Regions from separate parts of the Mus musculus genome. Here region 2 is linked to region 1. Evidence: chromatin contacts called from public ChIA-PET data. All regions are on one chromosome and are shown on one strand. Each heading gives the region's core, a stretch centred on a gene start, on an enhancer-like site or on the middle of the called end of the contact. The rest is flanking DNA. Distances are from core to core; before and after follow the strand shown. Region 1 has its middle 280 kb from the start of Mir682. Region 2 overlaps Ell2 (elongation factor for RNA polymerase II 2).

Region 1 (6,562 bases), core at 1,605-4,104:
AGGGAGATGCAAATTAAGTGGTGAGAAACGAAAGGCTTTGTAGAAAGTAGAGGAAGCTTTTATAATTAATTGTTATCAATTGTAATCAATAGTAATCAAATATTAGCTGCTTATTTTAGTTATTGTTACTCAATGTGCCCACAGGAATTCTTTGGCAAAAGAGAACATTAATGTAAAATCATCTTTCTTCATCTCCAAGTAAAGTTTTAACATCCTATTATGATTAGCTGTTGTGGTGCTAATAAAGATTGTAAGATAAAATCATGAAGGTTTTTTAGAAAAACAACAACAAAAATGAGTGTTAAAAACCTGACAAGGGCCCAAAACCTAAGATACCCAAGATATAAGATACAATTTCCTAAACACATGAAACTCAAGAAAAATGAAGACTGAAGTGTGAACACTATGCCCCTCCTTAGAAGAGGGAACAAAACACCCTTGGAAGGAGTTACAGAGACAAAGTTTGGAGCTGAGATAAAAGGATGGACCATGTAGACACTAGCATATCCAGGGATCCATCCCATAATCAGCTTCCAAATGCTGACACCATTGCATACACTAGCAAGATTATGCTGAAAGGACCCTGATATAGCTGTCTCTTGTCAGAGTATGCCTGGGCCTAGCAAACATAGAAGTGGATGCTCACAGTCGGCTATTGGATGGATCACATGGCCCCCAATGAAGGAGCTAGAGAAAGTACCAAAGAAGCTAAAGGGATCTGCAACCCTATAGGTGGAACAACATTATGAACTAACCAGTACCCCGGAGCTCTTGACTCTAGCTGCATATGCATCAAAAGATGGCCTAGTCGGCCATCACTGGAAAGAGAGGCCCATTGGACACGCAAACTTTATATGCCCCAGTACAGGGGAACGCCAGGGCCATAAAAGGGGAGTGGGTGGGTAGGGGAGAGGGGGTGGGTGGCTATGGGGGACTTTTGGTATAGCATTGCAAATGTAAATGAGCGAAATACCTAATAAAAAATGGAAAAAAAAAAAAAAAACCTGACAAGGCATCTGTTCCTTGTTAGAAACAGCAATTAAATTGATTATTACAGAATACTGATATTTGGCCTATTGCATAGCAAACTTTTTAGGTAAAATTGATAAACATTATCCAAAAGATAAGATTGCTTCTATGCATGCTTTTGTATTTTCTGTAAATTTATGCATGCATGCATGCATCCCATAAAGAATACATCTACTGTATTTAAAAACAGCCCTTCTATGGGAGAAAAGTATATGTGATTGGATCACATGTTTATTCTTTTGAGTTACCTGCTGCTTCAGCACAGATAATTGAATTGTGTGCTGTAGCCTGTGTTTTGAAATGTTGAAAAAATCAAGCTTTAATTTGTATACTAATAGTCGATATATATGTATATACAAATTAAAGCTTGATTGTCTCTCTATACATAGCTATAGCTCAGGGCTTACAATTGCTTGAAATTGGTTATTTCTTAGATACTACAAATTCTTAAATTTGCAATTGTTTACTCATATACAACTCAAGTTAAGAAAAAAAAATACTGTTCCTTTAAAGGACTGTCTTTGGACATTTAAGAACTCATTCTAAATTGCCTGGACAAGACCTCTTAAAACAATGCCACCCCAAATTTACATCCCAGACAGATTATAGGCCTTACACAAGAATAATTGTCCATATTATCTCATTCTTTACATCATCAAAATAGTAGTGGCTTGAGATAATAATTTGGTATTTTTTAGAGAATGTGCATGTCAAATTGTAAAGAATTGTTCTCATTGTCCTCAGTTTCTACCTGTTCAATATAATTGTGTTAATTCTTGAGGACTTATACTTAATCAATTATTGCAAATGAATACTCATATTTCTGATTTTTAAAAAGTAAAATATGCACATGTGACTATTGATACCTTTTCAGGCTTTCTAGTTGCAACTGCTCTAACAAGAGAAGCAACTAAAAGTGTAATTAGTCATGGCCTATCTTAATATTTTTTGTATTCTTGGTGTTCCAAATTAGATTAAAACAGATATTGGAACTGGCTATTAAAGTCAAATATTTGAGATGTTTTGTGAACAATTTAATGTTACCCATGTTACTGAGATTTTTTTATATTTCTCAAGGACAGGGTATTGTGGAACTTTAAAATTATATCTTCTTTAAAAACAATAAAGGGGGAAATTATATCCCCATGTACATTATTTAAATCACACTTTTTATTTTTTTAAATTTTAAAATATTGGATGCCAAAGAACTCCTTGTTAAGTGCCTTACAGTATCTTAACACTAGGCATACTCATGCCTAGGTGAGATGGAGGATCCACTTATTGGTATATGGCATGATCCTGATCATATATTTAATATGGGGAAGAGGGCACATTTGTGTTTTTTTCCATAGAATGCTGTAGGAGCATGGCAGTTGCCAGAATGATTCGTGTGACAGACTGATCTGTGAGCTTGCTTAGTGCCCTGACAATGGTGATAAGAAAGCTGTATTGGGTTTGGGTTCTTGACCCACCTTTGCTTGGCTTTGTCCCAGATTAGACAAGCTAAGCTGCCTTGCTTCAAGCTTTTTAACCTGTGGGACAGAGAACATAAGTGACTGTGGAAACCGACTTCGAAAAATTAATCAAAAGGAGGAGTGTAGAATCCAAAATAAATTCAAGACCACCTAGCCCCTTCCCCCTCTGAAGGGACTTTCCAAACTATATAGTTTTACCAAGTCTACAGCTGCCAAAACAAGATTAGCTGTTCTTGGAAAAATAACCATAACAAAAATAACAGTTCTCAGAAAAATTCTTCTGCCCTGCCTCACACTAAATTCCAAGAAAAACCACAAGGGCAGGCAGAGTGAGTCACTAGGCCAAAGGTAGTCACCCTATGAGAACCAACCAATGCCTGAAAGGGTTACTTGCTGCACCATTAGAGAAAGCCAGCTAGCCCTGTTGCCTAAATCTGCCCCTTACAATGAATAAAAAGTGTGTTCTTTCTTTGTTTGGGGTCTCTCTTCTTGCCTGCATACTGAGGGGGGTCCCCAACACATTGGATCAATAAAAAAACCTCTTGCAGTTTGCAGCAATGTCGATCTCTGTGGTCTTTGTTAGTGAGGGTCTTTTGGCGGACTCCAACAGGAATTATAATGACTCTTCTCTTTCCTTTAATGTGACCAGTTATTCTGACTCAATCATGGACTGCTCTAGTAATAAATCCAATATTAGAGAGTCCTATTATGAAGATAGCTAAAAACCTTTTAGCCAGCAGAGTTAACTTGGAGCATAACCTATTTACATGAGAAGTAACAGCTTTTCTGTTGATTCTCAAAGTCACCTGCCCCACACAAGGAGGCCAGAGTTTGGGCTTTATCATTGCTAATTTGCAACTGAATAGAGTACCTGGACTTATGGACAGACAAACTTAATCATGTTGCTTTCAACTTTGGGTTTGCATTTCAAGCAGGTCGGTTACCTCCATGCAGGATCACCTTCAGCAAGTGCAGATGGCAGAAATTCAGCTATATGAAGAGATGCATTGAGTGTATATTGTGGCTTTCCTCTGATTGGGAAAAGGGTGTGCAATGAGGGCCAGCAGCCAAGGATGGGCCACTGTATCTATGGCTTATTTCAATCTAAGACAGAGGCATGTGCCAAGAAGCAAAAGCAAGAAGTTTGTTCATAATAACACCAAAGAGCCGTGTTTGTGCAAATAAATACATATAAGCTGCATGTATTCTCCAGGACAGATAAGAATAAGTCCAATAGATTCAGTCCTAAGAGAGGCACAGGCACAAGCCACCATAATTCCCAGGCAGGACCATGGAGCCTATACCCCAGTCCAGCTAATTTTTTATTAAATAACTAGAGAGGAATTATAGCCTCCCCTAGCCTTGAGCAGGCTGGCGCAGACCTGTTCTGCCACTGTCAGCTAGCCCACCTAGGGTAGCGTCCTCAGACCTAGATAGGTCTATTGTTCTGTCATAACTGCGGTTTTCTGCAAGACAACGCTACCTGCTACCCGCTGAGAGGCTGAACCTGTCTTCCTGAGGCAATCCTGAATAAGCAACAGCCTGGTAACAGAGTGAAGAGAGCCTGGTGACAAGGTGACAAAGCATTGAGAGCCTGGCATGGTGGGGGATGGGCTCAGACTCTCTCTTTTTTTTTTTTTTTTTAGAAGGCAGCTGTTTAATCACCTCCTTGGATACACTCAAGGATAACTCACACTTGGCAGCCACATAGAGTGGCTGGAAACAAGGGGCCTTGATCAGTATCTTTGTCTTGGTTTCCTATTTCTCTCGCTGTCTCTTTCCCATACAGCCCCAGCCTCCCTTTCAGGAACCCCGTTTGTGTAGCTGTGGGCAACTAAACCAATGGATGGTTTTAGCTCCTTTGTCAAAGATCAGGTGACCATAGGTGTAGGGGGTCATTTCTGGGTCTTCAATTCTATTCCATTGATCTATCTGTCACTGTACCAATACCATATAGTTTTTATCACAATTGCTCTGTAGTACAGCTTGAGGTTGGGGATGGTGATTCAACCCGAGGTTCTTTTATTGTTGAGAATACTTTTTGCTATTCTAGGTTTTTCGTTATTCCAGATGAATTTGCAAATTGCCTTTTCTAACTCTGTGAAGAATTGAGTTGGAATTTTGATGGGGATTGCATTGAATCTGTAGATTGCTTTGGTAGGATAGCCATTGCTCCAATTGCTCCAGTTAAGACTTCAAGTACTATATTGAATATGTAGAGAGAGAGTGGGCAACATTGCCTAGTCCCTGATTTTAGGGGGATTGCTTCATGTTTCTCTCCATTTACTTTAATGTTGGCTACTGGTTTGCTGTGTATTGCCTTTATTATGTTTAGGTATGGGCCTTGAATTCCTGATCTTTTTAAGACTTTTATCATGAAGCAGTGTTGGATTTTGTCAAATGCTTTCTCAGCCTCTAATGAGATGATCATGTACTTTTTGTCTATGAGTTTGTTTATATAGTCGATTACTTTGATGGATTTCTGTATATTGAACCAGCACTGCATCCCTGGGATGAAGCCAACGTGATCATGTTGGATGATTGTTTTGATGTGTTCTTGGATTCGATTTGTGAGAATTTAATTGAGTATTTTTGCATTGATGTTCATAAGGGAAATTGTTCTGAACTTGTCTTTCTTTGTTGGGTCTGTGTGTGGTTTAGGTATCAGAGTAATTGTGGCTTCATAGAATGAATTGAGTAGAGTACCTTCTGTTTCTATTTTGTGGAATACTGTGAGGAGAATTGGAATTAGGTCCTCTTTGAAGGTCTGATAGAACTCTGCACTAAACCCATCTGGTCCTGGACTTTTTTTAGTTGTGAGATTATTAATGACTGTTTTTATTTCGTTAGAGGGTATGAGATTGTTTAGATTCTTAATTTGATCCTGATGTAACTTTAGTACCTGGTATCTTTCTAGAAAATTGTCCATTTCATTAAGATTTTCCAGTTTTGTTTAGTATAGGCTTTTGCAGTAGAATATGATGATTCTTTAAATTTCCTCAGATTCTATTGTTATGTCTCCCTTTTCATTTCTGATTTTGTTAGTTAGGATACTGTCCCTGTGCCCTCTAGTTAGTCTGGCTAAGGGTTTATCTAGCTAGTTGATTTTCTCATAGAACCAACTCCTGGTTTGGTTGATTCCTTGTATAGTTCGTTTTGTTTCCACTTGGTTGATTTCAGCTCTGAGTTTGATTATTTCCTGCTGTCTACTCCTCTTGGGTGAATTTGCTTCCTTTTGTTCTAGAGCTTTTAGCTGTGTTTTAAAGCTGCTCATGTATGCTCCCTCCAGATTCTTTTTGAGGCACTCAGAGCTATGAGTTTTCCTCTTATGACTGCTTTCATTGTGTTCCATAAGTTTGGGTATGTTGTGGCTTCATTTTCATCAAATTCTAAAAAGCCATAAATTTCTTTCTTTATTTCTTCCTTGACCAAGTTGTCATTGAGTAGAGTGTTGTTCAGCTTCCATGTGTACGTGGGTTTTCTATTATTTATGTTGTGATTGAAGATCAGCCTTAGACCATGGTGGTCTGATAGGATGCATGGGATTATTTCAATCTTCTTGTATCTGTTGAGGCCTGTTTTGTGACTGACTATAAAGTCAGTTTTGGAGAAGGTACCATGAGTTGCTGAGAAAGCTATATCCTTTTGTTTTAGGATAAAATATTCTATAGGTATCATTTAAATCCATTTGCTTCATTACTTCTGTTAGTTTCACTGTGTCTCTGTTTAGTTTCTGTTTCCAGGATCTGTACATTGATGAGAGTGGGGTGTTGAAGTCTCCCACTAATATTGTGTGAAGTGCAATGTGTGCTTTGAGATTTAGCAAAGTTTCTTTAATGAGTGTGGATGCCTTTGCATTTAGAGCACAGATGTCCAGAATTGAGAGTTCATCTTGGTAAAATTTACCTTTGATGAGTATGAAGTGTCCCTCCTTATCTTTTTTGATAACTTTAAGTTGAAAGTCAATTTCATTCGATATTAGTATGACTACTCCAGCTTGTTTCTTGGGACCATTTGCTTGAAAAATTGTTTTCCAGCCTTATACTCTGAGCTAGTGT
Region 2 (6,562 bases), core at 1,550-4,049, 370 kb after region 1:
CACAAATGACAAGATTTTTACAATTGTATTTGGAAACTGGGGGGGGGGGGGGGGGCACACATGACACTGTAGTGTCCCAGATCTTTCAAACAACATTTTACATATGTTAAAGAAAACCAAATTGCTGGCTCCAGTGTGTGTGTACATTTTCCATTTTAACCTGTATGCTACACCCCATTAACTTGCTACCCTCTTAGATTTGGTGGTCCATTAACAATGCAGGGCAAGAATCCAAGATCCTGATTGCTCAAGCCTTACTCAATAGTGTTAACTTGACATATTATTAAATCTAGAGAAGTTAAAGAGAGGAAATTATAAATGTTTTTGTTGCTGCTAAGAACTTTAAGCACTTTACATATATTTATCTTATCTAATTACTGCATCAGTGCTATAAAAGAGATATTGTTTGGGTTTTATTTATTTATTTATTTATTTATTTATTTTTGATGTGTGAACTGTTACTTCAAAGTTAATGGTACTGAAGTGCCAGAAAACTGGTACGTGGCCTTCCAGTACTTGCTGCAGGAGTCTGCCTTCAGGGTGAGACATGTGTTCTCACCCCTACCTTCCTATGATAAGTGCTGAATTCACATTTTTTTAATTTATTCTCACATTCTCATACACATTCGTTGACCACCTCTCCAGCTGTTAATGAGAGTGATGGTCAGGAAGACTTTAGAGAAGTCCTTTGGGAGATGAATTTGAACGGTTGCAGGACTTGGTTAGTGAGGGAAGAGGGAAATCCATTTTATACCTGAGCTTTCACAGCACGAGCAAAGGCAAACAGGTGTGGCATGGCTCTCCTCAAGGAGCCACTCGTCTGCAAATCTCTGTGGAAGTCTGAACTTTGAAAAGCTTTCCCCTTCATTTTTCTTCCTTACAGCTGGATTCACTATAAGAATACACACACACACACACACACACACACACACACACACACACACAGACTTTCTCAGGAGAAGTTTTGTTTGTTTTTCGAGACAGGGCTTCTCTTTGTAGCCCTGGCTGTCCTGGAACTCACTCTGTAGACCAGGCTGGTCTCCAACTCAGAAATCCTCCTGTCTTTGCCTCCCAAGTGCGGGGATCAAAGGCGTGCGCTACCACTGCCCGTCAGGAGAAGATTTATAATTCATCAGTTTCTGGGTAAGACTTCTGATGGGAGGAATCTATGTCTGCAGACGAATGTATTTCAAACATATTTGCAAATCATTCTGATTAATACAAAACCGTTGTGCATGGGGAGATGCTCAGTGGGTGAAGTCTATGCTGGGCAAGCATGAGGACTAAATTCAGATCTCTGGTGTCCACATAAAAACAGGTGTTGCAGTTGCATCCCTAGACGACAGAGGTAGTAGTACCTTGGGTCTCCATGCTCCAGTTTTAGTGAGAAACACTGTCTCAAAAAAAAAAAAATGTTTTTTTTCTTTTGGAAAGTAATAGAGGAAGATATTCCATGTAGACCTCTGGCTTCTCTGGTCACAAATATGGGCACTTAAGCAATCATATATGCACATATCATACACACACACATACACACACACACACTCATTAGCACACACCAAGACAAAACGTTTCACTTGAAGCCTTAAGACATATGGATATGCACATTCATGAAGCTGAAACAAAAGTTCCACTGCCTGGGATTTATTTTACCTTAACTTCATCTGTACACCGTAATTTTGTTTTTTGTTTGTTTGGTTTTTTTCTCTCATTTAAAAAGAATCCTGTAAATAATTAAAAAGAAATGTTCTAAAGAGGCTGGAGACATGACTCACTCAGGAGCACTCTGCTCTTGCAGAGTTCCTGGGTTTGGTTTTTAGTAACTATTTGGCAGCTAACAACCATCTGTAACACCAGTTCTAGGGGCTCTTCTGATGCCCTCTTTTGGCCTCTGCAGGCACCAGGCACACACATGGTACGTAGACAAACATGCAGACAAAATACCCCCATACTAAACAAATAAAAATAAATAGAAGGAAATTTAAAATAGTAAAAAGAATCCTGGCCAAAGTCCACTGAACTAATGCTATTATCTTCCAGTAGGTTACAATCAATGGCTTTCAGACACTGCAGGAGAGCATCATCTGTTTTAATCTAAGAGTCAGTCGTGTGGTCAGATTTGCATTTTAACATTCTTTGCCAATGGCTGCTTTAACAGAATTACCAGGATTTGGATGATATGGAAGAGGTCAGTGGGAAGAGTAGAGGGGGATCAAGGATAGCTCTGTGTTTATTGTTTGAGAATTTGGTTGGATAGAAAGGAATGAAAACAAGTAGGTGATTGTTTGGGTCGTGCCATGTAGGAGCTGTTTAGGTGGCTTCCCATTACCTCTTCCAGCCTTCTTCTGTCAGAGCACCAGCACTAGAAATTTGTACTAAAAGGGTTTTCAAAAGGCAACTCTCTTCTAGTAAAAGGAGAGAGAGAGTTTTAGAGAGAATTCTGAAATGAAATGTAATTTACAGACTGTTTTTCATCTGTGGAAGATATTTTGTTAGTCATGAATACTTAAATAAGCCCTGATACTAAGAACAGCAGCAGACTGGAGGGGGCTGTGTGTACTAACTCAGTGGTAGGATACACCATAGCATTATAGCTCTACAACAAGGCAGTGACCAAATACAGTGATGTCCTTTTATCAGATTAGTATAGTATTCAGGCAAAAGGCATTATCATGTGGTTTTCATATGATAAATGTTTTAGAAACCAAACACAGTGATAACTGCAGAAGTTCCAATATTGGTTCCCTTTGGTAGGGAAAGGCAGGCTTAGAGGAGGAACCCCAGTTCACTGCAGACATGCTGGTGACTTCACAGATGTGAAGCCTTGTAATTCAAACTGCATTTATTTCTAGAAGTAAATATGTAAATTATGGTTTGCCTTCTTATTACTAATTATAAATGTAAATTTTTTATCTTCATGGGTTAAATGAAAAAGGGAAAAAAAAAAAACTAGAACATATTTCAGTAGATGCCTCCCAAAAGGCAATTTGTTATCTGTATTTTCTAAGTGTGCCATAAACAAATAAAAAAAATTTTGGGAGATGTCAGGCTTGATATGAAAATCTAGGCAAAAAATGAATATTAAAGTATTTTTTTTTTAAGTTGACAAAGGGAATGGAAAAGGCAGGTCTTGAGACTTTATCTGTGGTTAGACACAGCTGAGTATTGTGCTCCTTGGGAACTTGATAGAGCTGCCTCGTCATCTATCTGTGAGGAAAGCCCTCTGTCTGCTCTCTCCCCAGGCAGAGTGCTAGCTTTATCAAAGGTGTGGGAGGAGAGGAGTGTGCCTTCCGAGTTAAGACATAGGGGCAATGGTATTGGGAGGGGTACTGAGGGGTACCGGGGCATTCTATCTGGAAAAGACTGATTAGGGTAGTAAGCTGCAGCAGTTGGTTAGATTTGAAGAGCTGGTGATAGTTAGGTTAACAAAATTCAACTCAATAGAAAACTGATTAAGAACTAAATTGTGTCTACGCCATCCACTAGAAGCTCCCAAGTAAGCCACCCCAGAGAAGAGTAGTTGGGAATATTTCAAAAGCCTTCAGTGTTTTGTCAGGGACAATAGAAATATTAGCCATATTATTGAAGGCAGCAATACTCGGCTAACCGATACTGAGCGTGTTCTTACAGCTCAGGTGGACACCTGTTGTCTTCTCAGTCCAAGTGTTGGTAATTCACTAAAGTCTGTCTTCAAAGATGAGAGTGGGAAGTCACATTGCCGTTGACCAATGACCACGTGCAGTGCTGGCTTGTTTGTCACAGGTGTCTGAAAGTTCTGCATTTGGTGTGAAGATGCTCAGGTGCTTGCAGTTTTGTTTCTTGGTTTTTAGGGAGGGTTGTGTTCTGTGTCTTTCTTAAAGAACTTGAAGAAAAGATTATAAATGCAAGATTAATACTGAAGAAACTCTTAGCATTTTTACAGCTAATGACACTTTTTTTTTTCTTAAAGCTTTCAAAATATTTAAACTGATTGAGTCATGAAGGGCAAGTTTCATATTGATAGCCTAAAATCTAATTTATTTTTATGCCTCCTTTATTGTTTCTGATTGAGAAATGAAGTGAATGAACATTTTAGAACTGTGTAAAGCAAGACAAGAGTAAGTATGAAACAGGAGTGTCTGGGCCAGTGGACAGCAATTCTGGTAGATTTCCCCTAGTCTTTTGGGGTTTTTTGGTTTGTTCTCATTCTCACAAATATATTTTTAAAAGGTTCAGAGGCATCTGAAAATGGTGCTGCATGTCTGTAATCCCAGCACTGGAAGTGATGGCAGGAAGATCAGGAGTTCAAATCCAGCCTCAGCACCATAGTGAGTTTGACATTAGACTGAGTCACATGAGACCTCATTTTTAAAAACCAAAACAAACGCTTAAATAAAGCTTTACAATTGCAGAGTCAGTATATTTATTGATTACTTTTAAAATATTCTATATTTAAAGCTATATTAGGAACATTTTTCAATAATAAAGGTTATATTGAAGTAACCGCCTAACATTTTATTGTTTTAATATCTATCATTTAGTTATTCTATGATTATTTACACTGTTATTATTGCATAATAATGCATAATATTATTGCATAATAACAGTACAGGGAACATCTCTAGGATTTTCTTTTTCACCTCTGTTTCCTCAGGATAGATTCAGGGATGTGTAATATACTAGGTCAGGAAGTAGGAGTGACTTTCAGTAATGCCTCTAGAAGGATGCTGTTTTCTGTCCCCACAGCTCTTTGAAAGTATCTCAGGAGCTGATTCCCCTGGCCAATATTGAATGCATGCTTTGTTTTGTTTTTTACCATTATTTCAAAGTAATCATTTGATAATGTTTAAAAACTAACAGTGTGGGATAGAGAGATAGCTAGGACCTGGGTTTAGTTTCCAGTACCCACATCAGATGGCTCATGACTGCCTAGAACTCCAGGGAATCCAACATCCTCTTCTAGCTCCTGCAGCCACTACACCCAGACACACACACATATACACATAGATACAAATAAAATAAATCTTTTTAAAAACTGACAGTGTGACCTGCTTAATGATCCCTGGCATATGCTAGATACTGTAGTATTTTAAGATGCCATGAAGTAGCAGATGTTTCTGTGTCCCCATTTGGTATCGTCAGGAGTGGTTTTGGTTTCTTTCTTTTCCTCTTTTCTTTTTTCTTTTCTTTATATTACTCATGTTTCTAACCAACATAGTAGGATAGTCTTTATGTTCATAACTGATGATAATTTTTAAGATAATTATCTTATTTCAGTAATTGTAAAATAAGTATGGTATTCATGTAACCTTTTATGTATTTTGTTGTTTTGGCATTTTTGCATATCATTTTTATAGTCTTAAAATTTAACATGCTTGGGTTTCTGCAATCTCCTTTTGATGGCTGTCTCCTGTAAAGGAATATTATAAACTTTTAAGCTAGTAATGTCTTCCCCCTACCCACATGCCATCACACTATTGGCTATTGATGAGTTATTTATTGGCTATTGGTGAGGTCACATAATTTACTATTTCATACAGCACTGTTGTCCTGGAGTGATTGCTTAGTGGGTGGTGGTGGTGCTACTTTCTAGAAGTATATGACTATCTAGAGAATAATCACCGAAGCATTTCATTGTATGCATTCTACACATGCAGTATTGCTCTACTACTACATGTGTATTCATCCTTTCTTTGACAGCATCTCTTCCTCTGTGTAGAGACATCGGCTTAATGGTTCTCATAATAGGCCAGCCATACCATCCCTAGCCATCTTTCAACCCTATATTTCTTAAAGTTATAAATCTACTTATCTGGAGGTTTGACAGGTTTTATTTACATCTTCTATATTTACATCAGGCCTACCAAGGCTCTTTAGAAATCTGAACTATGACCTCTCATTTAATACTTGATGTTTTATATCAGTAGCTATGAAATTAGAAATAGTTTTTATTCCTTTATAGGTTTTAGAAAATTAGCACATCAATTTGAGTTATGAAAATTAAATAGAAATACATTTTATAGAATTGTGTATGTATTTTCTACCTCAGGAATTATTATTTTCAGAGGAGGTATTTGGGGAAAGGTCTATAAAATTCAAATACTACAGGTTTCACTCATCTTGTAGGACTGTGTAGGACTTGTGTAGACACAAGAAGTTTGAAAAAACAAAAAGGAAAGGCTAACTGGTCAACCACCTTTTAAAAATATCTATTAAAGAGGGGGAACCATGGGTAGCCACTAGAAAGTCCCAGATGCCAGGGACCCAAGAGGTTCCCAGGCCCCAACTGGGAGAACATTAGCCAAAATAACCAACAAAGGGGAGAGAGAACTTGTAGAGACCAGGTCCAGTGGATAGGCATGGCCCCCAGTTGAGAGATGGGGCCACCCACCCACCTCAAAAATATTAATCCAGAATTCCTCCTGTCAAAAGGGAATGCAGGGACAAAGAGTGGAGCAGAAACAGAAGGAAAGGACATCCAGAGACTGCCCCACCTAGGGACCCATCCCATCTGTTGACAACAAACTGAGACATTATTGCTGATGCCAAGAAGTGCTTACTGACAAGAGCTCGGTATAGCTGC

What was found. ChIA-PET counts read pairs in DNA pulled down with a chosen protein or histone mark.
Region 2: an SMC1A ChIA-PET map of the G1E-ER4 cell line shows a contact between it and region 1, with 8 read pairs. The contact joins two enhancer-like sites. A contact is called at or near these places in 1 of 15 datasets of contacts at CTCF or cohesin (the G1E-ER4 cell line), 1 of 115 datasets of contacts at active chromatin or transcription factors (embryonic stem cells) and 1 of 9 other capture datasets (embryonic stem cells).

The regions. Positions count from the first base shown.
Region 1 is chr13:75,364,462-75,371,023 of GRCm38.p6, forward strand. No RefSeq gene overlaps it. Among named protein-coding and RNA genes, the nearest start is that of Mir682, 280 kb to the right of the region's middle. Within about 2 kb of position 2,855, at least 33 of the 459 cell types and tissues checked have an H3K27ac peak or open chromatin away from gene starts, as enhancers often do. A contact at or near this core is called in the G1E-ER4 cell line, where this site is marked.
Region 2 is chr13:75,730,707-75,737,268 of GRCm38.p6, forward strand. The region is part of intron 2 of Ell2 (elongation factor for RNA polymerase II 2); the gene reads left to right. Among named protein-coding and RNA genes, the nearest start is that of Ell2, 27 kb to the left of the region's middle. Within about 2 kb of position 2,800, at least 25 of the 459 cell types and tissues checked have an H3K27ac peak or open chromatin away from gene starts, as enhancers often do. A contact at or near this core is called in the G1E-ER4 cell line, where this site is marked.